3 separate regions of the Mus musculus genome follow, and regions 2 and 3 are each linked to region 1. A link is a contact called in public Hi-C data. All regions are on one chromosome and are shown on one strand. The core of a region is the stretch at or near the end of the contact, and the rest is flanking DNA. Distances in the headings are between cores, read along the strand shown.

The links. Hi-C and Micro-C count contacts between places; a contact is called where the count stands out from the background.
Region 2: a Hi-C map of bone marrow-derived macrophages shows a contact between it and region 1, with 27 read pairs. The contact joins two enhancer-like sites. A contact is called at or near these places in 3 of 484 Hi-C or Micro-C datasets (the HPC-7 cell line, bone marrow-derived macrophages and myeloid progenitors), 1 of 115 datasets of contacts at active chromatin or transcription factors (acute myeloid leukemia) and 1 of 9 other capture datasets (adipose tissue).
Region 3: a Hi-C map of bone marrow-derived macrophages shows a contact between it and region 1, with 54 read pairs. The contact joins two enhancer-like sites. A contact is called at or near these places in 2 of 39 promoter capture datasets (the 3T3-L1 cell line and liver), 5 of 15 datasets of contacts at CTCF or cohesin (CD8 T cells, the G1E-ER4 cell line, the NIH/3T3 cell line and 2 more), 23 of 484 Hi-C or Micro-C datasets (the G1E-ER4 cell line, the HPC-7 cell line, bone marrow and 13 more), 5 of 115 datasets of contacts at active chromatin or transcription factors (the HPC-7 cell line, acute myeloid leukemia, double positive thymocytes and 2 more) and 3 of 9 other capture datasets (adipose tissue, embryonic stem cells and pancreatic islet).

The regions. Positions count from the first base shown.
Region 1 is chr13:13,514,795-13,519,503 of GRCm38.p6, forward strand. No RefSeq gene overlaps it. Among named protein-coding and RNA genes, the nearest start is that of Lyst, 73 kb to the right of the region's middle. Within about 2 kb of position 2,002, at least 89 of the 459 cell types and tissues checked have an H3K27ac peak or open chromatin away from gene starts, as enhancers often do. A contact at or near this core is called in bone marrow-derived macrophages, where this site is marked.
Region 2 is chr13:13,736,894-13,741,602 of GRCm38.p6, forward strand. Lyst (lysosomal trafficking regulator) reads left to right here. Exons shown (of 53, transcript NM_010748.2): 43 at 3,572-3,712. Among named protein-coding and RNA genes, the nearest start is that of Gng4, 45 kb to the right of the region's middle. Within about 2 kb of position 2,533, at least 4 of the 459 cell types and tissues checked have an H3K27ac peak or open chromatin away from gene starts, as enhancers often do. A contact at or near this core is called in bone marrow-derived macrophages, where this site is marked.
Region 3 is chr13:13,646,521-13,651,229 of GRCm38.p6, forward strand. It overlaps Lyst (lysosomal trafficking regulator), which reads left to right. Exons shown (of 53, transcript NM_010748.2): 11 at 508-617; 12 at 2,020-2,446; 13 at 3,804-3,948. Among named protein-coding and RNA genes, the nearest start is that of Gm30836, 58 kb to the left of the region's middle. Within about 2 kb of position 2,706, at least 5 of the 459 cell types and tissues checked have an H3K27ac peak or open chromatin away from gene starts, as enhancers often do. A contact at or near this core is called in bone marrow-derived macrophages, where this site is marked.

The DNA.
Region 1 (4,709 bases), core at 752-3,251:
GAGACCCTGGGTGTGACCCCAGCTCAGAAAGAAATGTCCTTATCATTAGTCATTAAAGTAATGCAAATTAATCCCAAAACTTGACGCCATCTCATATCCAGAAGGCTATTTTTAAAAAGGGAACTGCCAAGAAAGATATGGGGAAATGAAGTCTTTGTACATTGCTGGCAGGAATATAACATGGTATAGGTCCCATGGGAGACAAAATCCGGGACTGACCACACGATCCAGCCATCCATCCCACTTCAAGCTGTGTCCAAAGAGCTGAAAGGAGGGCTGGAACAGACACGAGCAAACAAATCTTCCTTGTTGCATTCTTCATGGAGGCTGAAAAGTGGAAATGACTCACAGGTCTGCCAACATATGAGACATGTTATCTGCAGATACTGCACATACATACAGCCTGGCTGTGAAAACAAATGGAAGTTCTGCTACATGCAACAGCATGGGCAAACCTCCAGGACATTGTGCGGTGACAAACAGACCAGTGGCTAAGGGACAGGTATTAGATCATTCCACTTACTTGAGGAACTTAGAATAGGCAAATTAAAACAAAACAAAACTGGAAGTAGATTTTAAGTCACCAGAAGGTAGAGGGAGGAAGAATGGAATTATTAATAATTAGAGTCTTCGAGGTGATAAAAAGCTTTAGGAAATAGGTTGGGGAGGGCTGCATCATTTTTAAAATGTAGTTAATGACACTGAAGTATGCACTTAAAATAGCTACAAGGGAAACTTTTGAATTATATATTCTCTTTTGTTTAATTACTTTGTTAAGAGCTCATCGTGTAGCTCAGGCTAGCCTCAAACTCACAATTTTTCTGCCTCATCTCCCAGTTCTGGGATTAAGGCCTGTGCCATGGCACCAGTTCTGTAGTACATACATGTATACAATATGTATACATGTTTATATATTACATAACAATATTTTACTATAATTTAAAAATTGTCATGTACAGCCTTATGAGCTTTGCATATTTATTATATTATATTTATATTGCAATAAAGTTGTTTTGTTTTACTGCAAAGCCAAATTTCCTAGTTACCTAAAAAGGGCAAAATACTGGTCTGGGCATTGTCGCAGCTGACTAGTCCTATGAAGACTATGAGGCTTTCCTTAGGATCCTGTCAGGAAGGGACTTTGCAGATGACCTGTCACTCTTTTCTTTCTCCCCACCCACCCCCTCTCTCTTGTGAGACAGGGTTTCTCTGTGTAACCCTGGCTGTTCTGGAACTTAATTTGTAGACCAGACTGGCCTTGCTTCTGCCTCCCAAGTGCTGGGATTAAAAGCGTGCACAAACTTTTATTATTATTTACATTATATTGTTATATTATATTATTATTTATTATACTAATAATATATTTATTTTAAATTTATGTGCATTGGTGTTCTGCCTGCATGTATGTGAAGGTGCCAGATCTCATGGACTTGAAGCTGCAGACAGCTGTGAGCTACCATGTGGGAACAGGGAACTGAACCAGGGTCCTCTGGAAGAACAGCTAGTGCTCCTAAATGCTGAGCTACCTCTGCAACCCCAACAGGCCGGCTCCCCCGACTCCCAACCCCCATGGCCAGCTTATTTTAAAAACATGGATTCTGGGGATCGAACTCTGGTCTTCTTGTTTTGTTTGGTGTGGGGGATGTAAGCTTGACTAGCTAGCATGTGTGTGGAGCCCTGGGTTTGACCCTTAGCTCTTAGCTCCGAATCCTGTAATCCAAGCACTTCGGAGGTGGAGGCAGAAGGATCAGAAGTTCAAGGCCATCCTTGGCTACACAGTGAGTTCAAGGTCAGCCTGGGCTTTGTGCGATCCTGGCGCTGGGGATCCAACCACAGTTTCGTGAATGCTAGGTAACTAACTACCAACGGAGCTACAGCCCCATCCGTGCGATTTTTAGAGGCTTCTCGAACAAACCCATCTGAAGATCACAGTTCTGAAGGGGAGGTTAAGGATCCTTTAGTAGCAAAACTATCTCTGTTCATTTCCTCTTTCACCAGGGTGTGGAGCTCAAAGGCCACAGCCAAAATCTTAGAGGAGTTTAGCAAGAAAGAGGGACATCTACAAAGTGATCCTTGTTAAGATGGCACAGAAATTAAGACATGGAAGTGCCAGAAAGCTCGAGAACTTTGAGAATGGCTTCTTGGACACTTGCCTCTCAAGAGGGGCACCGATGAGCATAGAGAGCATTCAGCCTGTTTTCAGCCTAGCTAGCCTCTCAGTTGAAATCTCGCTGGTTTGCCAACGCAGTTCCAAATGTGACCACAAGAGGTCAGAGCCGCTCAATGCACGAAGCATCACAAGATGACCTTAACTCATGCTGGTCACCTCCCAAAGGCCGACCTGTAAAACATAAAGGTGGAGTTAGTTATTCTGAAACTGCTCCATGCCTCACAGTGGGGGTTAAACTCTGGAAGAAGTTTAAAAGGGATAAACTTTTATCAAAAGTGGCCACTCCCGTGGGAAGTCACCTTTAACAGTGAACAAGAATTTGAATGAAGCTTGCTAGAAATAAAATGGCTTGGCCCGGACGAGTATGAGACCTTCGGAGACTGGCACTAGAAACACACGTTAGCATCTTATAAATACAACATGTTCTTCAAAGTAGTGAAACTGGGTCAACAAAGCCAGAAAGAAAAATAGGCTGTAAGTCTCAAGTGTCACTTGAGAGCACACTCAGGTGTCACCAGTTGTATACTAGGAATTGAACCTGAGTCCTTGTGCATGCTCGGCAAACACTCTACCACTGAACTCCATTCCTAGCCCAGACTGCCGGTGTTCTTAGTATTAGGTAGGACCATCATTTGATGGTGACAGTGCAGAGGGCCTTTTGTGATGATTCTTCAGCTCGTAGAAACCTCTAACCTTCTGGTTGCTTTGACTGAACCAAATGAAGTTATTTTTTGTTTTTTGTTGAGACTGAAAGATCCTGACAGAATGTAAAAGGTCACAGAAGCCCATTGGCAAGATAGATGTCAGTGTTAGCAGAACTAGCTTCACTGATTTAGAAAAATAGAGGTGCACAATGCTCTGGCCACTCCTTGAATCTGTGTGTCTGCCAATGTTTTGACCATTCCTTGACTCATGTGTGTGCCCACTGATGAAGCCCATTGCCAGGTGTTTGTGATATTGGTGGCTGAGAAAGAGTCAGAAAATCTCCCCAGCAACCACAGCCCGGCCAATCCTGAGTTGCTGCACCTGCACCAGACTCTTTCCTTGTACCCCTCCCATACCCATTTCTTGAGAATAGACATTGTTTAGTTCTGGAATCCCCTACTCCCCCCACTTCTCCTTTCTTCCCGAGGGCCTATAAAAACTGGGACCTCTTTCCCCTCGAGGTCGACTCCTCTACCCCAGCGTGGGATATGAGTTGTCCCCAGAGCTCTGGCTTTCCCCAATAAAGCCTCATGTGGTTTGCAACAAGCTCGGTCTATCGTGAGTTCTTGGATGTCTGCTATTGTCCTGAGGCCTGAGCGAGGGGCTCCTCTGGGAGTCTTTCAAGACCATTGGTTCCCTTCTGACTGTTTCCTCTTTTGTGGTCAATATGATGGTAGCCTCCAGCTGGAGGACAGTCTTGGGGCAAAGTACTGCATTGCATCGAGGACACTGTGTGTGTGTGTGTTTGAGCCTACCCAAGCCAGAGATTGATGGAGCACTTCATAGTTTGTCTTTACAAGTCTACATGAATTTTGTGTTCAAGTCCAATAGTAACTGATTAATTACGTTAGTTTATTTGACTAGGCTCTCCTGCAGCCCATCCCTCCTGGATCTCTGTGTGGCTGAGGATGACCCTGACCTCCAGGCCCTCCTGCTTTCTCCTCCCACGTGCTGGGGTGCTGGGGGCAACCAACAGAACAGTTTTATAATAAATGTAAAATACCACATATTTTTCAACAATAAATTTAAAATGTTTATGCATTTGTGTGTGTGTGTGTGTGTGTCTGTCTGTCTGTCTGTCTGTCTATATACACAGTACTCACAGAGGCCAGAAGAGGGCATAAAATCCCCTAGAACTGGAATTAGGTGATTGTGAACCTACCAATATGGGTGCTGGGAACTGGCCTCTCATCCTCTGGAAGCTCTTTTAACCACAGAGTCATCATCCCTACTCATAAAATGCCATTTTAACCCCTTAACATTTGCCTTGGGTTGAATTGTAGCCTGCCAAAAAGATAGGCATGGCTTTAACCCCAATACTTCACAATGTGATATTTAGAAATAAGGTCTTTTCAGATATAGTCAAATGAAGATGAGATCATGGGATAGGCCTTAACCCAACTGGACCAGGGTCTTTGTTAAAAGAAGAAAGTGGACTCAAAGATAGTACACACAGAAAATTTCTTAAGAGAGGAAGACAGAGATAGGGTGATATAAATAAGAGGTATGGAGACCCAGAGATACCTGCAGCCTAACACATAAGTCCCCTCACAGCCTCCAAAGCCACCCTGCAGCATCTTGACCTTGAACGCTGATATCAAAAACCAGGGAAATACTCTTCTGTTGTTTAAGATGCCCAGCTGTGGCTTTTTGTTTCAGCACCTTCAGCTGACTAATACACTAACAAAAACACTGAACCTTAAGGGGGATAGACCAACTTCATCCACTGTTGCCGACTGCCACCTCAGTTGATGCCCATCTCTATAGAACACAGCTGGTGTGTATAGATGCTTGAGAGGTTGGCGAGAATATGTACCTGAAAGCACTTTACCAA
Region 2 (4,709 bases), core at 1,283-3,782, 220 kb after region 1:
GCTCTCTGTTTTTTACTTTGTTGTGAGATACTTAATATCTTGTCCTTTCTTTGGTGCAGGTATCTTCCCTGTGTTGGATTTTTCCTTCCAGGAATCTGTGTAAGGCTGGGTTGGTAGATAGATACTGTTTGAATTTGGTTTTGTCCTGGAATATTTTGTTTTCTCCATCTATGTTGATTGAGAGTTTTGCTGGGTATAGTAGCCTGGGCTGGCATTTGTCTTCTCTTAGAGTCTGCATGAACTCTGACCAGGCTCTTCTGGCTTTCATAGTCTCTGTTGAGAAGTCTGGTGTAATTTTGATAGGTCTACCTTTGTATGTTACTTGGCCTTTTTTCCTTGCAGCTTTAATATTCTTTCTTTGCTCTGTGTACTTAGTGTTTTGATAATTTTGTGATGAGAAGATTTTCTTTTCTGGTCCCATTTATTGATGTTTCTTATACCTTTATGTCCATCTCTTTCTTTAGGTTGGGGAAGTTTTCTTCTATGATTTTGTTGAAAACATTTTCAGGTCCTTTGAGCTGGGAATCTCCTCTATTCTGATTATCCTTAGATTTGGTCTTTTCATTGTGTCTTGAATTTCCTGGGTGTTTTGGGTTAGGAGTTTTTTTATGTTTTGAATTTTCTTTGACAGTTGTGTCAATCTCTTCTACTGTATCTTCTACACCTGAGATTCTCTCTTCTATTTCTTGTATTCTGTTGGTAATACTTACATCTGTAATTCCTGACCTCTTTCCTAGGTTTTTTATTTCCAGGTTTTCCTTCATTTGTGTTTTCTTTATTGTTTCTTCTTTTATTTCTTGGATCACTTTATTCAACTCCTTCACCTGTTTACCCGTGTTTTCCTGTATTTCTTTCAGTGAGTTATTGATATCCTCCTTAAAGGACTCTATTATCTTCATGAGATAGAATTTTAGGGCATATTCCTGATTTTCAGGTGTGTTGGTGTATTCAGGGCTTGCTGTGGTGAGAGAACTGGGTTCTGATGATGCCCATGTATTTTGGCTTCTGTTGCTTATGGTCTTGTGCTTGCTTTTCCCCATCTAGATATCCCTGGTGTTTGGTAGTCTGGGTGACTGTATAGAGTCTGCCTCTTTTTTACTTGGGTTGCTTCAGGTCTCCTGGTAGGCTTGCAGCCCTGGTTGTATCAGACCACATGTGGGGCCTTCTAACTGGGGGCTCTTCACAGGGGCAGAAAAGCTGCTTATCTGTTACCTTGGCTGCAGTAGATCTCGTGGTACACCTTCAGACTGTTGGGTCTTCCATGGAACAGTCAAGCTGTTGTCCAACTGCTCTGAGTGCAGCTGATCCTCAACTGCTCTGAGTGTAGTGGGTCCTCTAGCGTGGGTTGGGCTATGAAGTCTTCATGGAAGCAGACCAACTATGGGTCTGCCCCAGCAGCAAGGACCAGGTGGAAGCGAAAACAGAATATTTTAATGTAGTTTAAAACACTGCAGTGCTATTAATATCCCTCCAACTAAAACCACTTCTTCCAGTGTAGCCCAAGAATGCATCAATATGAAATTCCCAGTCAACCTTCAATCTTTATTTTATTGCTGTTAGGAGTAGATTCATATACAATATTGCCTTTTCTTCATCAAGTAGTTACACTGTTGTTGTTTTGAAACCCAGTGTCCTGTAGCAAGGTGGGCTTTAAACTTGTAGTGTAGCTGAGATTGGTTTTGGATTCCTGACCTCCAACTCCCAAGTGCTGATATTATAAGTGTGCACTGCCATGACTATATCTTCATTGAATATTTGTGAATAGGTTAATTTTAAACCTTAACATTACCTTAATCCTCATTTATTTCAATTTCATTAGTTTTATGCTGGCTTTTGATTTTTTTTCTTAACCTAATGAGTTAGTTCAAGAATTCTAAACCTTGGCACTATTGTTACTTTAAGCTATATAACTTTTTGTCTAAAGTGTTGCCCTGTGTGTTCTAGAACATTTAACAGCATCTACCTTATGATGCCCTGATTTTCTTACTTTCTGGAAAAAAAAAAACTATGAATTTTATTTTTCCTCAGATTTAATTTAGCGGTCAGCCAAGTGCTAACTGGCTCAGTATAGTAGATGGAAAAGTGATAAAAATAATGGAAACTGTAGCTCAGCAGAGCAGGTGAGCTTGGAGAAAGAGATGAGCTGATTCTTTTGACATTGCTGTACTTGGTGCTGAGATTAGTCTGTGACAGTGTCTACACCAGAGGACACGCTCAGACTCCAGCAAGTACTTTAGGCAACACAACAGAGTCCCTCAGAACCATACACACAGCTCCTGTTCTCAGCAATCGCCTTTGAATGTCACTTAATATTCCCAACCTGTGATTGTGTTCACAGAAAAGATATGGGGACAAAATTCAATTCTTTGTCATTAATAGTCTATACCAGGAAAGAAAATGAACTGAAGTGAGTATACTCAGTTTTATACTGCTAAACTTTTTAGTTAATGATTGAGTTTAGTTAATGGTATTGCTGCATCTGAAAAGCCGTGTCAGTATTGCGTGTTGTGTATGTGGTTAGGAGTAAAAGGGAACTAAGTAAGGGGAGCAAGTGGCCTGAAGGGAAGTGGAGGAGAAACAAATGAAGACAATAAATAGCATGTTGTCTTTCCCATGCAGAATCTAATGTGTTAACACACACACATAAAACATGAAAGCCGAAGACGGCCTATGTGGAGGCAACCATGAGGGTGGGCAGCAGTGGAAATGAGGAAGGAAAGGTGGAGATGATAGGAGAAACAAATACAAGAAAATTAGAGTGAAATAATGCATGAGAGTATAATAATGAAACATTATTTTGTACACTAAAAGTTTCATTATTGAAAGCAGTGGCCCTACTCTTTAGAAAAAACAAATATCTAAATAGTAGATAGTCTTGGTATCTACTATTCTCCTTTTCGTCCTGTCTCTTTTCCCTTATGGGTGTATAGGTATGGGTGTCCAGCTGCACGCAAGAACGTGTCTGCTTGTGAAGGCTACAGATCACCAACAGATGTCCTCAACTGCTTCCCCAGTTTATCTTTTGAAATGGGATTTTTTTACTAAACCTAGGACACATTCTGTCTGCTCAACTGCATGGCCACTGAGCTCACACATAGACCACCCCACTGCTGGGGAGACAGACACACAGCTACCCACCTACCTGGCTTTTACATGCACGCTTGGGATCAGACTTTTGTCCTTGTGCTTTGGTAAAAGGTACTTTGCCACCTAAGCCATCTCCTCAACCCATAATTTTCTCTCTTTAAATTATACATTCATTTAATAACAAGGTCATTATTATGTGTCCATTATGTGCTGGGTATGAGTGGACTCCTGCTTTTGTGAAAGTTTCATTCTAACTAAGTAGAAGGCAGTAGTCATTTAGGCAAGTAGATGATAGAAATTCTATTAGAGGTATGATGGAAGCATAATGCAGTTGAAAATAATGTGATTTCAAATATTTGAATAATCCTTTAAATAAACCAAAGGACCATTACTTTTATCATTTTTGAAGCAACAAGTGCTACGGGAAGCTTCAAGTGGAATATGGTCTTTGTGTCTTTATTATATTATTGGAATTTCTTTGTAGATCAGAGTTTCGACATTCCAGACCGAACATTTCATTCTACAAACACAACTTGGCGCCTCTCCTCCTTTGAGTCCATGACTGATGTGAAGGAGCTGATTCCAGAGTTTTTCTATCTTCCTGAGTTCTTAGTGAACCGTGAAGGTAAACAGCAGATCATTTCTCACATATTTGGAAGGGTATGCAATAGAGTTATAATTTTCCAGGAGTAAAGGTAGCTTTTCTAAGACTTGAAACCTGATTTCTCAGATAGGAGAGATTCCTGTCATTAAATCTATAATTTTATTTCTAGGTGAGCTTGGGGACTTCTAAAATTTTATAGGACCGAGGACTGGGTACATATAGGAAACTATGTTTTTTAACTATTAAAATTATTTTAATATGTATTTTAACTTCATTACACAATTTTTTTCTGTTTGTAAAAGTTGCACTCATTAAAAAGTAATAGTAAAAAGCAATTCATTGAAAAATGTAATTAAAATCAGAATGATTTTATAAGGAAATAAGAGAAATAAAACACTCTGGGGTTAGGGCTATGGTTAATTGGTGTTGTGCTTGCCTAACATGTACCACATAGACCAGGTATGGTTGTGCATACTGTAACCTAGAGTATGGGTGGAAAAAAGCAAAGAAGAAAAACTCTCTTAGTAAAATTCTCTAGTAATCAACGTCAAAGGGCATTCTAGAGGATAGCCTCCAATGCTGTAGTAGACCTTGGCTACCCTTTCCTGTTCCCTGACTGAAGGTCTCAGACAACTCTGGGAGGGGTACTTTTGAGTTGCTTTCCTTAATTTCATGTGACCCTTGAGAATATATGATGTTGAGATATATCTTTAGGTAAGTCAGTTTTAGACAAAACACCTTAGAATGTTTGCTATCTTTGGGATATTTGGTGAATTATCAATGCACTTAATCTGCTAGCTGCCCTGGAGCTGTTTCATCATGTTGGCTATTCGAAATCACTTCAGTGCGGCTCCAATGGTGCACAGTATGCAGTACTAGTATGAAAGTATACGTCAGATATCAGCACCTGCAGCTTGGGGTGAACACATGTGGATCTCAGTTTAGAGCTCATCCACGGTCTGTTTTGTCTGTAGTTCTTCATGTGTATTCCTATTATGGCTTTATGACAAGTCACCCC
Region 3 (4,709 bases), core at 1,456-3,955, 130 kb after region 1:
CTTTTAAGATACATCTCAGGTTTTACAGCAGTATTGTTTTTGTCATGTCTGCTTTATAGAGAATAATTTATGTTTTCTGTTTTGGAGTGAGGAGCAGCAGAAACATACATGAACAAATATACTTGAAACACTGTTAAAACAATCTATTATAATAATTATTACTTTATGGAGTTTTTATGAATTAGTGTACCATTGCTTATACTTTATGCTAAACTCTCTAGTAGATGAAAATGATCAAACAATACAGCTTGTGATATTTATATAATCTTTTCTATTTTACGTCTGTCACTTAAGTTCCATGTAAGATATAGTAGTTATAACCTGAACAATTGCCGTTTTATTAGTGTTAGTTCATCTACCTTTAGTTATCTTGCTATTTCTTCAGCAGTTTTTGTGATTACTAACTGTTGTTTATAATCATTCAGTATATGATTATAGTTTTGTACTTCTTTAAATGAAATTTGATTATTCTCTTCCTTTAATTTTATTCTTCTTTTTCAACTTTAGCATGCCAGAGAGTACTGGTGGATCTCTTGGTATCTTTGATGAGCTCAAGAACGTGTTCAGAAGACTTAACTCTTCTTTTGAGAATATTTCTGGAGAAATCTCCTTGTACAGTAATTATGCTAGAATTTTTATATTTTCACTAATTCCTTAATATAATGTATTTTCACTAATTTGTGAACCATCAGCTCTTGCTATTGTAATTACTATTTAGCCCAGTACCATGTTTTATGTTTGACATATTCAGCTATAGTATCTGTATATATCTTGATTTTACTTTGATTTGGATTAACAAGATGCCTTTAGCCCTATGTCAACTCCAGCCTTTGTGCTTGAGAAATGCTGTGATTTTAATTACTAAAGAAAATTTAATTATGAATCGCAACAACCATCCCAGATGTTTCCTTTCTCTAAAGAATCATTATCTGTTCTTTAGTTGAGTATTCTACTTCCCAATGCTATAGCCTAATGGCTCTTAGCAGGGAACCCATTTTTGTAAAGCAGTCTTGATTGGAAGAGTCTACAAATGAATCACAAAACCTCGAGGCTGTGTGAAGAAGGATGAACAATAGCTCTGTCCTCCACTGCCCGCCTCACCACCCACCTCAGTCTCCAGTCCCCATGGAAGCTCTGTGAATACCAGTGTGGGTCATTTGAGAGATTGGCTGTATGATAGATTATTTCTTTTTTAAATTAAGTGTACATTTTAATATTACATCTTTTACCTTTTTTGTATTCCATTTAAACAAAAAACTTATAATTATGATGAGTAAAACCGTAAAACATTACCTCAATTCACCAAAATCAAATGAAAGAAATTTTTCTTGGCCAGGGGGAAAAACAAGTGAAACAATAATAATAGTTATTACTGTTGTTATATAATTACGAAATTGTTATTGTTAATTGAGTGTGAACATTCAAATTTATGTAATTGATCATTGTATAATATCATTTAGGAATCTGGAGAATTTGTAAGGTTGTATTCGTCATTTGAAAATACTTGAGTTATAGGACTGGAAAGATGCCTCAGTGGTTAGAGTGCTTGCTGCTCAGTCATGCAGACCTGAGTTCAGATCCCAGTCGCTATGCAGGGCAGCTTACAAACCCCTGCAACTACAGCTCCAAGGGATCTGAGCCTACTTCCTGGCCTTTTCAGGCACCTGTGCAGGCAGGCGGGCAGGCAGGCACACACTCACATGTGCACACTTTAAAAATAAAAATAAATCTTAAAAATAGTTTTGAGAGAAATACCACAGGAAGTGATAACCTTGTTTTATAGAAATAGTTCCTCATATAATTAATGTATTTCACTTATAATACTTAAAAGCTACTCATAAATAGTAGATTTATAACATAAATGCCAACATTTAAACCAAATTTATTGAGAAATTGCATAAGAATTAAATCTATTATACATAGGTATGTTTGTATTTTTTCTTATAACCTGAAGTTTTAGGTTATTATGTATCTGGGTTATAAGATTGTAAACTTCTTCTTGCTTTTCTTTTTCTCTAGGAAATTCTTCTCCTTGGTATTCACAAAATTGTTGAAAGTGATTTTACTATGAGCCCTTCACAGTGTCTGACCTTTCCTTTCCTGCATACCCCGAGTTTAAGCAATGGTGTCTTATCACAGAAACCTCCTGGGATTCTTAACAGTAAAGCCTTAGGCTTATTGAGAAGAGCACGGATTTCCCGAGGCAAGAAAGAGGCTGATAGAGAGAGTTTTCCCTATAGGCTGCTTTCCTCTTGGCATATAGCCCCAATCCACCTGCCGTTGCTGGGACAGAACTGCTGGCCACACCTGTCAGAAGGATTTAGTGTTTCTCTGTGGTTTAATGTGGAATACATCCATGAATCCGAGAGTGCTGCAGAAAGGGGAAAAAGAGTAAAGAAAAGAAACAAACCATCAGTTCTGGAAGACAGCAGTTTTGAAGGAGCAGGTATGATGGCAGGGTCTGATCTATATACTAAGATTCTTCAAATAGCTGTTTGCCTGAGTTTTAAGCATATCTGGCAGTATTTTAATGTATTCTTTAAATGTTATTCACCTTAAAGATCCTACTTCACTACTGAATTACCAAAGCCTGAGTTTTCAAACAGCCTTGAAATCTTCATTGTCTCTAAACTTTAGATAGGGAAGTGGGGATGCTCTGTTTCTGCAACAGCTGTTGAAGTTAGCAGTCCCATGACTGTGTTAGTGTGGCTTCTGATACTAGATAGTTATAAATAAAACCCTATGGCCATTTTTATTTTAAGTTCTCCTTCTGTGTCTTACACCAATGGCCCCTTCTAGTTACTGTCCCTGATCATTTATATGTAACAGTCCAAAGTTAGAACAGAGTTCATCTGTAACTGAAGAACTGCTGTTAGGATGTATTGAAATTGAATTTTGTTTTTGTTCTCTTCTTTTTTAAGCAATCAACAGTTTCTTAAGTCATATAGCAGCTAGAGGAAGTAGTCTTAAAAACTGGCTGTGTATTTTTTTAACCTGTTAAAAATGGTGGCTAATATTTTTATACCCTAATAATTGATAATGTTCCTCTTTTTTAAAAGTCTGAGCTTTTGGACATGCACTGTTTATTTTAGTACATCTTAGCTTAGTTTAACATAAAGTCACATCATAGTAACAAATAGCTTATCACACATATTCCACCTGCCATTGCTGTCACAGATAATGGGAATATAGAGGCAACTCAAGATTTAAGTAGTAAGATGCCATTGGGAGGGGTAAGCAGCTAGCTCACAGCCATAAACACTTCTCTCAGCGGAGACAAACTGTGATTCAGGGTTTGGCATCACTTAGCATGTTTATTTCAAGGTTGTTCACTACCTTAAATAATGATCATTTGAGCAGTGCAGCTTTTCTAAGAAGAGTATTAATAATATTATAGATCGTGCCTTTGTAACAATTTTTTTAGTGCAAGGCATCTGTTGATGGCATGTGCTCCCTGGGCCATGGTCAGTTGTGTTAGAGTGACCCAATCCAACAAAAGCAGAACCTTGGTATGGAGTGTGGCTGACGATGGTCCTTTAGCACCCTCAGGCCTTGTAGTTTAAAGCATTTAATAACTTTTAAAACACTGGAGTTTTTTTGATTTGGGTTTTTTTTTTTAACCCACTGTGTTCTTTTGAGGCTAACATGTAACCTTTAAATACAGTTGTTTAGAACAGGTTTCAGCCTTTGGTGTAAATGATCTGTTACAAATAAACCAACATACATTGTTTTCTTTAAAATTTACTTTTCCATAAAGTTTTTATGAACTATTTTGTTGATGATTCTAACATTTTTTCTCACAGAAGGTGATAGACCAGAAGTTACAGAATCCATCAATCCTGGTGACAGACTCATAGAAGACGGCTGTATTCATTTGATTTCACTGGGGTCCAAAGCATTGATGATCCAAGTGTGGGCTGATCCCCACAGTGGCACTTTTATCTTTCGGTATTGATTATTCTCAACTCTTAGCAAATATATCATTATTTAAGAAATTATCAAATAATATTTATAATAACAATCTGTTATTAGACATCATTACAGAAAAAATTAAAAGAACAATTATCAGCAGCACGTGGATTCTATCTAGCAGTACAGAGATAGCAAAATATGCCAAATCAGGTGCCTACACCTCCAGCAGACGTGACTGGAGAAGTCTTGCTGAAAACAGTCATACTGGCAGTCTTGGTTTCATGGCTCGTAGGCAGACAGAAGATGCTCTCCATGTTCCCTAAACCAGTACAACCATTGTTACGCCATGCAATAAGGACAGTAACGCCTATGGGACAGTGTTTCTCTATCTAGCTGGTTTTACTCAAACAGTACTCTCTCCTTGTGTCCTTAAGGGCACAACACTTTTATTCTTGTTCTGTTTTCTTGTTCTCCTTTTTCCCTATCACAGGGCGAAGGGGCCAGCCTGTCCCTGGACTAGAACCTTAGAAGACACTTTGAGACAAGCATGCTTGGGTTTGAAATAGGGGTGTGGTGTTTATCCTGCTTCCAGAGACAGCTTCTCCATGAGCTCAAACAGGACACAGCAATTTACTAGTTTAATGTATATTACATATTATCTTCCTAAAAGTCAAAAGTCTGTATGGTATTTAGATTTTGTGTTTTGTAGATATTATAAATGTTATTAGGTGTTTTCTGCATACATTTTCTCCTTATACTTTCAGTAATCTTATAAAGAAAGTTAGCATCCAATACAT